Regions from separate parts of the Zea mays genome. Here region 1 is linked to region 2. The links are chromatin contacts, called in public Hi-C maps. All regions are on one chromosome and are shown on one strand. The core of a region is the stretch at or near the end of the contact, and the rest is flanking DNA. Distances in the headings are between cores, read along the strand shown.

Region 1 (6,764 bases), core at 2,689-5,188, 340 kb before region 2:
TTGACACTCGGCAAAGCATTCTTTGCCGAGTGTCACCTGTTGACACTCGGCAAAGTGTATTTTTATTTTTTAAATTTTGTCTCCCAAATTTTTTGTGGTATGTTCCTACACTATGTAGACCTACATGTATCATTTGTGGACAATTATAACATAGTTTCCATAGTTAGTAGATTTAGTTCGTTTATTTGAATTTCTTCGGAAAATTCAAATTTGAACTGCAGGTCACTCGAAACTTGGAAAACCGTTCATAAAAAAATGATATCCATGTTACTTAGCATAAGTTACGACCGATTGTAGAAGCGTACCAGAAACTTCGAGCAACATGCTCACTAAACATGGCCGTGAACTTGACATCCACATGTTTAAAAATTGTATAAAACACAAACAAAGTCAGAAAATCATGAAACTTGTCCACGTGTCATGATATCATATGTACAGGCTGTGATAAAAATTTTAGAATGTTTGAAGAAAGTTGTGAGACACTATGTGTAGAAACCTAGAGGACTACACATGAAATCAAAGAGTTTCAATGTGGATCTCTTAGGTTTCTACACATAGTGTCTCACAACTTTCTCCAAACATTCTAAAATTTTTATCACAGCCTGTACATATGATATCATGACACGTGGACAAGTTTCATGATTTTCTGACTTTGTTTGTGTTTTATACAATTTTTAAACATGTGGATGCCAAGTTCACGGTCATGTTTAGTGAGCATGTTGCTTGAAGTTTTCGGTCCGCTCCTGCAACCGGTCGTAACTTATGCTAAGTTCACGGCCACTTTTGCATGGGGACCCTCTCTGGTGGGCTCTTTGTCGAGTGCTGCCTGGACGACACTCGGCAAAGATAACTTCTTTGCCGAGTGTCACCAGGAACACTCGGCAAAGCCGCCGTCTCCGTCACCCCGGCGCCGTAACGGCCGTTATTTTTTGCCGAGTGCTCTCTGGCACTCGGCAAAGATCTTTGCCGAGTGCCCGAGAAAAAGCTCTCGGCAAAGAAGGCTTTGCCGATGCACTGTTCACCGAGCCTTCTTTGCCGAGTGTGACACTCGGCAAAGCTTTTGCCGAGTGTTTTGAGGGCTTCGCCGAGTGCTTCGGACACTCGGCAAAGCGCTCATTTCCGGTAGTGTATCTTATGAGGGGGTGTACAGGTTTCTTATATAGAGATGTGAGAACCCTCAGGGGCAAAGCAAGTATTTGCCCACATAACCCTAACTAGGGTTATTTAACAATGTATTCATTTGCTATGGTCCAAGCACACATCTGGAGTTCATTCTGTCCTTCGAGGAAAGTTTTGGCGTAAACACAATGGCAAAAGAGAAACTTCATTATTAACGACCTACATCATTATTAACATTAGTATCATCGTAGAACCTCAGGAACAAATTGATGTCGCCACCGAGGTGTAAAACCTGTTATTTTATTTTAATGGCTTGTTGAAGAGATGCCCTTTAATCTTATTATTTTTTTCTAAATTTAACTTTTAAAATGGCTTCGCTTAGTTTTTTTTGTTATGTAGATGTAGTTTATGTATCGTTTCCATTGCTCGGAATATACGTACCTGACAATTAATGTAGAAAATTAGTTTGCGATGATCGTATCACTTTTTGAACCACGTCAGTTCTATTTATTGTCACGCCGCCAGTTTACTACTTGCCGTCAACTAATAACCGACCTGGCACACGTTTTCTCCATAGAATAGACCCAGTAATGGTACGATGAAACGACAGCTGAACGGGCCACTTCGCGTAGTTCCGAGCACCCGCCACACAACTCGCGCCCACGGCATCTGACCGGCGTCAAAACCCACCGGCCCAGCCCAACCTGTCTGCAGAAACCGTCGGCCCAGGCGCCCTTTCCAGGTACGTCCAGTCGCGACTCTATAAAAAAAAGGCAGGGCAGAGAGCCCAGAGCAAACTCACACACCAACACATCCAAGGAACACGAACAGCGAGAGGAATCCGACGATGAGCGTGGAGATCCTGGACGGGAGCACGGTGCGGAGCTTCGTGGAGGACGAGCGCGCCTTCAACTCCTCGGTGGACGGCCGCTTCGCCGCGCTGGACGCCGACCACGACGGCCTGCTCACCTACGCCGAGATGGCAGGGGAGCTCATGAGCCTGCGGGTGCTGGAGAGGCACTTCGGCGTGGACGAGGCCGCGGTGGCGCCGGAGGAGCTCGGGGCGCTGTACCGCGGCCTGTTCGCGCGGTTCGACAGGGACGGCAGCGGCATGGTGGACCGGCACGAGTTCCGTGCGGAGATGAAGGAGGTGATGCTCGGCGTGGCCAACGGGCTCGGCTTCCTCCCCGTGCAGATGGTCCTAGACGAAGGCAGCTTCCTCAAGGTCGCCGTCGACAGGGAGCTCGCCAAAGCTGCCTGATGTTCTTCAGCGCAACAGCCAGTACTTCGCTTGGAGTTTTTCGGTTTCGTTATTGAATTTTTCGCCAATTTTACATTGAGTTACAACAGTATATGTTATGTACTTCGTTTTTCGAAACACTTATTCTATGATCGCGCAAAGACTTGACAGCAATACATACCAGTGATTTGTGACTTGTGAGAGTGTTTTTTTTTGTCTGTGAGAATGGCATGTCCTATGATCTGATTTTAGTTTAGACTCAGGAAAAAAAAACTACTACTGCTTCCGTACTTTGACCAATCGTTTTATTTAAAATATAAAATTTTAAGTTAAGCATAAACTACCTAAATGATAAAACAAATTACAACAAAATAATCACAAAAAAACTACTATTGTAATGGAAGAAGCAGAGTTGATCGGTACTACGATCCCATTATAGTTAAATCTGGGCAGGGCTATACATGTAGATTAATTTGAAGTTTAATCAAACCTGTAATTCATAAAACTATACTACTACTATGTAGCAACAACTGGGTGTGAAATTTAACTTTACATTCTGAGATAGTTCGTTACTGCAGGCAATAAGCCGCTCTACGAGACAGCAGAGGCGGAGATGTCTGCACGCTTTGTTCGTTCGTCTGCCCACTCGTTGTAGCTGGCCTTGTTTGCGATATCCTTCCCTTACATTGTTCTCAGATCCTAGATGGAATGAGCGGCGTGGAGTTTGACAGGTACGCCGCCGCGGCCGCCACGCCGCTACCTAGCTTCACTGGGTACCCCACATCCTTGAGCACCATCTCCACACCGCTCAGACATCCCAGAAGTTGCAGCTGACAAAGAAGAGAAGAATTTTTTTTGGGAGCATCAAGACAAGATATAGTACGTTGCACTGATTAATTAAACGAATTGCCAATATATAACGGTAACGCAACCCTGCAGTGCACTACCTCGTTGAGGTTGCCGAGATGGCCGATCCTGAAGACCTTCCCGGCGACCTTGTTGAGGCCGAGGCCGAGGCTGAGGTTGTACCGCTTCCACGCGTGCCTGACGACCTCGGCGCTGTCGATGTTGGGCGGCACGACGACGGCGGTGACGGTGTCGCTGAACCACTCCTCCTTCTGGCAGCAGTTGCTGAGCCCCCACGCCTCGACGGCGAGCCTGGTGGCTGTCCCAAGGCGGTTGTGCCTCCTCACGACGTTGTCCAGCCCTTCCTCGAAGATGAGGTCGAGCGCGGTGCGGAGGCCGTAGAGGAGCTGGATGGAGGGCGTGTAGGGCCAGTACGTGCCCATGTCGTAGAACCTGAGGTAGTCCTTCCAGTCGAAGAAGACGCGCACGGACCTGGCCGTCTTGCTGGCCTCCAGCGCCCTGGGGCTGGCGCACACGATGCCCATCCCCGTCGGCATCGACAGCGCCTTCTGCGAGCCCGTGAGCGCCACGTCCACGCCCCACTCATCCATGCGGAAGTCCAGCGCGCAGATGGACGACACGCCGTCCACCAGCAGCAGCGCCGGGTGCGCGTGCTTGTCCAGCAGCGCGCGCACGGCGGCCAGGTCGTTGGTGACGCCCGTGGCCGTCTCGTTGTGCATATAGATGTACATGAGGCACGGGCCCGTTAACCCAGCCCGAGGCCTGTTTTTTTTGGCCCGGTTCGCGCCCGGCCCAGCACGTATGGAATGGGCCCGGGCTGGCACGGCCCAGTGGAGCAGGCCGTGCCTGGGCTGCTGGCCAGGCACGTGGGCCGGCACGGCACGGCCTGCTCCGTGCGGACAGCCCGGTCGGGGCCCGTAGCCGACGCCGTGGACAGCCGCCCCCTTACCTCTTCGGCTCCTCGCCCCATGGGCCCCACCTCTCAGTCCCTCGCACTCGCATTCGCACCCGCTCGCTCCCTGCTCCCTCTCTCTCCCGACTTGGCGGCGATTGACTTGGCGAATCGGCGAATCCCCTCCATCGCGGCGCAGCCCCGATCCAGCGACCTCGGCTTCCGTCCCCGACGCCGGTGACCTCGATCCACCAGCTCCTCTCTAACCCTAACCCCTCTCCCCTATCCAATCTCCTCTCTCTCGGTGAACTATGTGAGTTCGTGTTGTCGTCTCGCCCTCCCCTCCGGCCCTCCCCCGCTCGCCGTCGTCTCTAATCGGTCTCTGTCTGTCGTGTGTCGTCTGGGTGGCCCCCGTGTTCTCCGGCATCGGGCTTCGGTAGCACAGGTAAACCCTAACCCTAACCCTAACCCTAGATCTTTCGTAAACCCTAACCCTAACCCTAACTGTATATTGTTCTGCTCTTTTGTAGGTCAGTTGCTGATGCCTCGTCTTCCTCCTCTGGGGTAGATCGGGCACGGCGACTGCGTGCTCAACGTTGAGGGACGGTACTGGAGTTCGACCGTCCACGGTGAAGGTCGCCATGGCGGATGATGACGATGTCAATCCGGTCACCGGCAACGACGACCTTCGCGCGGCAGGGCTTGTCCCAGATGACGAAGACGACATCCAGGCTGATGTTGCTGCTTTGCTCAGTATCGATCTAACCTCTGCTCCTGTCGATCTAAGTTCTAATCCGACCAACGCTGGTGGAGGGCTTGCTACGACCACCGATACTCCGATCGGCTCCACCAGCACCGATGGTGGTACTGGTACCTCATCTGTTGGTAAGCGTAAATCTACTGTCTGGGTTGATTTTGATGAGGTATTTGAGAAAGTGAATGGGTCCAATGTTCGAATTGCTGCTATTTGTAGAATGTGTAAGACTCGTTTATCTGCTAGATCTTCTGCTGGTACTGGGCATTTGCTTAGACACCAGAAAGCTTGTAGGAAGAAGGTTGATCACGCTGCTAGGGTCCAGTCTAGGCTTGCTTTCAATCCTGATGGTTCTCTACACAATTGGGAATATGATCCTATTTTTGCTCGAACTGAGTTGTGTCGTCTGATTGCTAGGCTTGACCTTCCATTAGGTATTGGTGTCACAGGCCTGGGAGGATTATATTGCCCGTGCTCATAACCCCAGGTTTACCAAAGTGTCCTGACAGACCACCACTAGAGACCTTCTGAAGCTTTTCACTGAACGACGTAATGTGCTTATCAATTCTGTGTTGCTTGCTACTTCTTCGGTTGCATTAACCTCAGATATTTGGTCTGGTAATGCTAAGGAGGACTACATTAGTGTTGTCTGTCATTATGTTAATGCTGATTGGGAATTACAAAAAAAGGTCATTGGTCTTAGGCTTATTGAGGTTAGACATACTGGTCAAAATATTGCTGAAAGAATTGGTGTTGTGGTTCAGGAGTTTTGTCTGGTTGACAAGATTTTCTCTGTCACTCTAGACAATGCTTCTTCTAATTCAAAGGCTATGGATACATTGACACCTTTGTTTGCTGGTTATTTGGGTCCTGATCCTTCTTCTAACTACACTCTTATGCATCAACGTTGTGCTTGTCATATCATTAATCTCATTGTTAAATCTGGAATGAAGAGACTGAAACCTTTTTTGGAAGATTTTAGAACTGCAATTAATTTCTTAAATGCTTCTAATTCTAGAATAGCAACATTTAAAGAGTACTGCTTAGCAAGGGGCGTTAGACCCAGAAAATTTGGCTTGGATATGGATGTTAGATGGAATTCTACTTATTTGATGCTTAAACACTTGATCCCATACAAAACTGTTTTTTCTGTCTTCATCAATTCACATTATGAGTCACAATTGTTGCCTCCTAATCATTGGTATGTTGCTGAGAAGATTTTAGAGTTTCTAGAACTGTACTATGACTCTACTGTTGTTCTGTCTGGTGTTTATTATCCAACTAGTCCACTAGTTCTTCACCATATTCTGGAAATTGCATCTCATTTGAAAGCATGTGAAAGAGATTTAAATCTTAGAACTATTGTGTTTCCAATGCAACTTAAATTCCTTAAATACTGGAGTGACATACCTTTGCTATATTCATATGCATTCATTCTGGACCCTAGAGCTAAGATGAGAGGTTTTTTTTAATGTGTTGCATTTACTTGGAGAGTGCACTGGGTGTGAGTACAATACATATTATGTTGATGTCAAAAATGAATTGTATAAACTATTTACTAAATATGAGACTAAGTTTGGTGCAGTTAGGGCTCAAAGGGCTGCTCAGCCTTCTATTCATACAGGTAAAAGAAAACAAGCTTGGGGAAGAATATTTGGAGATTCCAGTTCAGGTGTTGTTGGTCCTCCCCCTAGCTCTACCCCTTCTGCTTCATCTTCATCTGCTATTTGTGAGCTCTCAGCCTACTTAGACAGTGACAACACTACAACACATGTGACCTTCTATGACATTCTCATTACGTCACAAATAGAGGTTTTTTGGTCATAGTCTTTTATGTTGTGACGACTCTGTGACAAAAAAACCATTGTCACAGAAGGTGCGTGTTAAAAGAA
Region 2 (7,073 bases), core at 2,026-4,525:
GGAAAAGGAAACCTCGAAAAAATACCACAAAACAATGGTTTCCAAAGAATATGGCCGAATCAGCTCAACAGCAGGATGACAACCCACAAGATGACCCCGGAAGAACTGAATGTACTAGTGAAACACAGCTGATGTTGCGACAGGGAGGTGATGTTGTGCGGCAGGAGTTCGAGGATGTGGTGGTTGGGCAGCAGGAGTTCGAGGATGTGGTGGTTGGGCAGCAGGAGTTCGAGGGATGTGAAGCTGTTGACGTTGGGCAGTTAACCCCACGAAGGCACAAAAAAAGAGCAGTAGGAAAGAAGTTGACGCCGAAAAAGAAAAATGTGTAGCTGTGTGTATTTCTGAACCAGCAGTGTGTATGTGTATTAACTATCTCCTGTTTTCAGTGAACCAGAAATCTGTATGTGATTTCAGTTTGAAGCTGTAATGTGTAGTGAACCAGAAATCTGTATGTGTTTGAAGCAGTGTGTATTTCTGGGTAGTTTCTGGTGTTTGAAGCAGTGTGTTTCTGGTAGCTGTTGCGAAATTCTCTGATGCATACAAAAGGCATTATCTGCTATTTTCTGGTAGTGTAGTTTCTGTGTAGTTTCTGGTGTTTGAAGCAGTGTGTTTCTGTGTAGTTTCTGATGTTTGAAGCAGTGTGTTTCTGGTAGCTGTTTGAAGCAGCGTGTTTGAAGCAGGGCATTCAGTTTATGCCTGGCATTCAGTGTATTATGCTGGCAAGCGAGTTTTAATGTTTGACAGCTTCATTTTGGTAACTTATGCTGGCGCCTGGCATTCAAGAAACTGGCCATCTGCTGGTCTCCGGAAACACTGGCCTGGGCCAATCTCCGGAAACGATGGCCATCTGCTGGTGTTGTCCAAAATGAAGCTGGCCATCTGCTCAAGTTACCGAGTGCCAATTTCTGGAAACGATGGCCATCTGCAAGGAACCCAGGTTCACAGTGCCATTCAACACCACTATTACTCAGGTTCAGATAACCTTAATGAAAACAGATGGCCTTACTCAGGTTCAAACATCAGAAACTACACAGAAACACATGTCCGAACTTGGTAGTTCAGATAACCTTACTCAGGTACCCAGGTTCAGATAACCTTAATGAAAACAGAATGGACAACGTTACAAAAGCTATCGAGTGCCATTCAACACTCGACAAAATGGACAACCCAGGTTCACAGTACTACACTACCAAGTTCGGTTACCTTACACAAGCTAACTATTACACGGATACCTGACACAAGCTGTCCCTTACACAAATAACACATCTACTGCCGTTAAACAACACCACTATTACTCTACTTCATCTGACGATCCGAAAGCTCTTCAGAATTGACATCATCCAGTGCCCATTCCCCACCACCCATATGTTCATCTTCAGCAAATTGGTTGTTGAACCACTGAGATAATGGTGGCGACGGACCAGCTTCGAGATCTTCTAAACGCTGTGCTTCGTCCTCAAGTGACTGAGCAAGCTCATACACGCGCCACATTGCGAAGTTCACTGACACCTCTTTGGCCGTATCTGGCGAATCCATAATCTCGTCTCCAGCCAAATCTTTCAACTCCTTCCCAACTACACGCATCTTTGTAATGGCTTGGGCGAGGTCACTACGAACTGTTTCAAATCGGGTAATCTGCGAAACCACAAAAATTGCTATTGGATTTCAACATAGTACTGCATATTATTGAACTTAGTTCAACCCTTACCGACACTGAACGAGGTGCCGAGCACTGATTGACGCCGTCTGTGAGCTCTGTTCGACAGAACACAGTTAACAATTAAAGCCACTCGCCCCCTCTGCTTCTAGCACTAATGGTCGCTAGACAGTTTGGATAAAAACACAATACTCTACAAAAATCACTGCTCCATGACGACAGAAACAGGTACCTGATGTGGCCGCGCAGGTGAGTTCCTTGCCGCTGGTCCACTCCTTGCTGGTGGTGCGCTGCTTGCCGGTGCAGTGCTCGAAGCCGCAACCTTGTGGTGGTGCGCTGCTTGCCGGTGGTGCGCTGCTTGCTGGTGGAGTGCTCGAAGAACGCTTGGCAACGACAGAAACAGACAAGCGGCTGAAGGCGGAAGCCACTTCGACCTCACTGTCGAGCTCGAGATCGACGTCGACGACGAGCCGTTTCTTGCCTCTTGCCGGAGTAGCCATCGGAGGAGGAGGAGTGCGAGCACAGAGTACTGGCGGCGCAAAAGGAGAGCCCAGTGGAAGAAGAGAGGAGTCAAGGGAGTTAGGTTTTCACCGGCCTCGTGTAAACAGCAGGGACAATTTTGACTTTTACCTTAGCTAATGTAAGGTAACAGAGGGCGGGGGAATAACTGTCCCTATCTGGCAAGGATGTGAGCTCGAGAATACCATACTGGCGATACGCGGCTGCGGAGTAACAAAGTGGCGAAGCAGCGCGACGAGATTATTACAATCTCAAATAACTCGAAGACGAGAGGTCAAGGACGGCACCCTCAACAGTGCAGGAGTGGCGTCCACAGACGTCACCGTCGACCGCCCGTAAACGAGCATCGCTTTCACCGGGGGACCTTCACCACACATCCCAACCCACGGAGCCAGCCTGCCCACACCACCGGCCGAAGGGAGGCTCAAAATCCGAAATCCAGTCGACCGCGTGAACCGAAGCCACGACGCCGGGAACCGCCGAGGCCGCCGTCCCACGACCCACCACCTGCTGCTCTTCCACATCTACCTCGCCGCTGGCAGCTGCAGGTCCGCCGCCAGGCCAAGTTCCATACGGGCCACACCCGACCCAACCACCGCGCCACGAGCACGGACAAGGCGCAACCGCCGCCGCCGCCGCTACGGGCTAGCCACGCGCACGGACGCCGCCACCGCGGGCTAGCCACGGCCATGCGAGCGCGCGGGCGCCGGCGCCAGGCCACCTGCCTAGGTCGGCGCAGAGGGAGAGGGGTGGGGAGTGGCGGAGCAAGGGGGAGCATCTCCCTGCCACCGCCGTCCTTGCAGGGCGTGCGGGAAGCGCCGCGGCCAAGGTGGCGGCGGCGGCTAGAATTTGCTGCCCGAGCCGCCCAAGCAGGGCGACGTGAGCGGGTCTGGGGCTTTTTCCTGTCAAACTTGTAACATTATTGTTTGAATTCTTGTTGGGTCAAATAAGTAAGAAAAACAAAAGGTTGCAGCCTTGATTTGGAGGCTATTGCTTGTGCCATGTGGAACAACTACATCCATTAGTTCAGAAAGAAAAATTAAGACATCCATTTCAGAAGTGAAGGGAAGTCAAGTCAAATAAGAAGGCTGACAGCAAAGAACAAAGAAATCAAAGCACGCTCTGCTTGACCAAGATAACACCCTAGTAGTGCATAAAATTCTTGAACACCAGACGTCCAACACTTCCGTGCAGAGTGATGGCTTTGCTCAAAAAGACACATCCTTCCATTACTCTCCCCATATTTCTTCTCCATTTCTGCGCAATTACATTTGGTGCGACTGATACTATCTCCAGGACCCAACCTCTATCAGGCGATATAACTATTGTGTCCAAAGAAGGGAATTTTGAGCTTGGATTCTTCTCCCCAGGTAATAATGGGAACTTTTATGTTGGTATCTGGTTCAGGACTATTTCAAAGAGGACTGTTATTTGGGTGGCCAATCGGGATATACCTGTTTCAAATGCTTCATCTCCAGAACTTGCAATAACTATGGATGGAAATTTAGTACTCAACTCTCTAGGAGCACCCATATGGTCATCGAATAGCACAAGGAAGTCCAGTAGATGTAGCATAAGAGATCAATACAACTCTTCTGATATTTTCTGGCAAAGCTTTGATCATCCAACAGACACGGTAGTGAGCGGGCAGTGGTTTGGCATAGACAAGATCACGCATGAATATCAGGACAGGGTTTCTTGGAAGAACCAAGAAGATCCTGCACCAGGTCCTTTCTCCTTTCACGCAGATCTTGTTACGATGAGCCAATATGTGTCAATATGGAATCACTCGGAAGTTTACTGGCAATCTGGGAACTGGACAGGCAAAGCATTCACGTCCATCCCTGGAATGCCACTAAAGAGTGACTACATATATGACTTCGTTAACAACAGTCGCGAGCTTAAGTTTCGGTGGACTACGAAGGATGTGTCAGTAATCACAAGAGTAATTCTAAGCATTAATGGTCAACTACAACGTCTCACATGGTCCAATGATTCGGATGAATGGATAACAGGGTGGTATTTTCCTGCAGCTCTATGTGACGTATATTCTGTATGCGGGCCTTTTGGAGTGTGCAGGACAGGTTCTGATGAGCAATGCTTCTGCTTGCCAGGTTTCAGACCAGCTTCCGCAAGAAGTTGGCGTCTTGGAGCATGGAGTCAAGGATGTGTTAGGCAAACAGATATCCAATGTGCTGAGTCAAATATATCAAGTGGCATAAAGGAGAGTGATGCGTTTCTCAAGATCACCAACATCAAGTTTTCACAAAACCCAGTAAAACTGAAAGTCCAAAGCATGGAGGGGTGCAGATCTATATGCTTGAGTACTTGCTCTTGCACTGCATATGCACACAAGCAGGATTGCAATATCTGGAATAGTGAACTCTGGGATCTTAAACAACTACCTAATGGTAATACTGATGGTTCAGATATGTATATACGTCTTGCAGCATCTGATCATGTAGTTCAAGATAGCGAAAAAAAGGCACACCATCTGAGGCTTATTGTGCTATTTGCAGTGCTGGGTAGTATTTTTATGGCACTATGTGCTCTTAGCATAACAGTTAAGATGTTTCAAAGGACTTCATCTAGAAAGGCTTTCTCAGATAATTACTCTCTCGTCGTCTATGATTACTCGTTTTTGCGGCACTGCACAAAGAACTTTTCAGATAGAGTGGGGCAAGGTAGCTTTGGTTCAGTGTTCAAAGGATTGCTCCCAGACTCCAAACCGATAGCTGTCAAGAAGCTTCAAGGCATGAAACAAGGAGAGAAGCAATTTCACACCGAGGTGAGGGCTTTAGGGAAAATTCACCATAACAATCTAGTCCACCTCATTGGGTTCTGCTTGAGAGGGGCTGAAAGGATGTTGGTGTATGACTTTATGGTGAATGGATCTTTAGATGCTCATCTCTTCAAGGATGAAAAGATATTGGATTGGAACACCAGATTTTTAATTATTCTAGGTGTTGCAAAGGGATTACAGTATCTCCATGATGAATGTCAGGAGTGCATCATACATTGTGATATAAAGCCTGAAAACGTACTTCTTGATGTAAACTTCAGTCCGAAACTGGCTGACTTTGGTCTGGCGAAGCTTATGGAAAGACATTTTAGCAGGGCCTTGACAACTATGAGAGGAACAGCAGGGTATCTTGCACCAGAGTGGATTGGAGGTCTGCCCATAACACCAAAAGCAGATGTGTACAGCTATGGAATGATGCTGTTTGAGATCATTTCGGGCAGAAGGAATTCAGAATTGATGGAGAGCGGAGCCATAAGGTACTTTCCAGTGCGGGCCGCAATAAGGACAAGTGAAGGTGACATTTCTGAAATTTTGGATCCCAGACTAAGTGCCGTGAATTTTCAAGAGCTAGAGAGAGCATGCAAGGTTGCATGCTGGTGCATTCAGGACAATGAGGCTCACAGGCCAACCATGCGACAGATAGTTCAAATCCTGCAGGACATTCAAGATGTCAGCGCGGCCCCAGTACCGGTATTTTTAAAACAACTAGTGGATGGAGAATACATTAGCTCATAACCCTGCAAATTATAGCAATAGCATTCATCCAGAACTACATTGTGATTTTTGAAAGCACAAGCTGGGTCGATATAGAGCAATGCTCAGCAATCATTATGCTCATCTACCGCAGTGTAATTCACTACAGTGTTGTATCATTTAAATTTTACAATTTTCTTTGATATAGAAAACATAAATTAAAATTTGAGAACAGTTACATTAGCACTGCGGTTACATTACTTCAAAAGAAATAAGTGCCATGAGAATAGCAGTAAGACATCCGACAATATTTCAGCCTATGTAGATCACAGTCCATTCAGTTTCCTTTTATTTATAAGGTATCTTCTTTTTAAATGTGATGACAGGAGCTCTGTTTCCAATTAAGAAAAATAGAATTAATTCAGTTTTAAGAAAAATTGGGTCTGAAACCTACACAGACTACACGACAGCCTAAACAAAGGCAACCCTCCGACCCATCCAGTATCATCGTTGTCGAGCTCAACACAAGGAACAAGCAGTTGTAACTCCTCGAGACAGGCTATACATGGCTAAAGGAACACGACGACGCCTACATCCAAACACCATCACATAAGGAGGAAGATTGCGGTGCGCCCTCGTTACCAAGTCTAAACACACCACATGTGAGACAGTTTCGATTCTTCACCAACGAGCTTAATTCTCCGTCCGGTCCCCAGCAAGTTCTCGACCTCCGAAACAATCCAGTCCACGAAGAATGGGGGTTTCGCCACATGATATCATTGTCGAGCCACATCACCTGAAGCAACACCTTCGACTTCACGTTGCAAAGCCCCACCTTCACACGCATACCAGACGCCGAGAAGCGAAAACAACAATCGAGGGCGATGTCGTGGCCGAGAAGAACTTCAATAACGACACCTTCAGGAAGCGAGTGATGTCTAGTACGCTACCATCACTTGTCCGAGATGGACCGAACTTTCATCCAAAGAAGATAGTGTTGGGGAATGTGACGCCCTCAACAGGAGAAGCGGCGTCCACAAGCATCACCGTCGCCGAGGCTTTCGTCCAAGAAATCCCCGGCATATCGTCATGCCAAGACCTAAGGACAAAGCATGCAGCTTTCGCTGTCATCCTGACATCTCGCACAAACACTTTAGGGCTTGTTCGATTTTACCACAATCCATATGGATTGAGGGGGATTGAGGGGGTTTCAATCCCTAATAAGTCAAAATCCTCTCCAATCTGTATCAATCCCCTCTAATCTATATGGATTGAAAATAACCGAACAAGCCCTTAGAGGGGCATCGACATGCCGGGTGCCGCAGCAGCCGCAAAGCTGCGATGGTCACCATCCTCTCTGGCTGGGCACACAGAACCGAGCAACACCTGGCCACGTGCGCC

Evidence for each region. Hi-C and Micro-C count contacts between places; a contact is called where the count stands out from the background.
Region 1: a Hi-C map of leaf shows a contact between it and region 2, with 7 times the contacts expected there. The contact joins the promoter of LOC103645133 here to the promoter of LOC103641873 in region 2. A contact is called at or near these places in 3 of 25 Hi-C or Micro-C datasets (ear, leaf and tassel).

The regions. Positions count from the first base shown.
Region 1 is chr1:191,196,418-191,203,181 of Zm-B73-REFERENCE-NAM-5.0, reverse strand. LOC103645133 (serine--glyoxylate aminotransferase) reads right to left here and starts at 3,938. Exons shown (of 2, transcript XM_008668249.2): 1 at 3,307-3,938; 2 at 2,772-3,189. The coding sequence starts at 3,816. The coding sequence ends at 3,052. LOC103641900 (Calcium-binding EF hand family protein) reads left to right here and starts at 1,948. Exons shown (of 1, transcript XM_020547209.2): 1 at 1,948-2,390. The coding sequence starts at 1,967. The coding sequence ends at 2,380.
Region 2 is chr1:190,857,406-190,864,478 of Zm-B73-REFERENCE-NAM-5.0, reverse strand. LOC103641873 (G-type lectin S-receptor-like serine/threonine-protein kinase At2g19130) reads left to right here and starts at 3,275. Exons shown (of 2, transcript XM_020546601.1): 1 at 3,275-3,546; 2 at 4,291-5,906. The coding sequence starts at 3,375. The coding sequence ends at 5,714. LOC103641864 reads right to left here and starts at 3,061. Exons shown (of 3, transcript XM_023301317.2): 1 at 1,890-3,061; 2 at 1,709-1,755; 3 at 979-1,635. The coding sequence starts at 2,157. The coding sequence ends at 1,297. It also overlaps the pseudogene LOC103641854.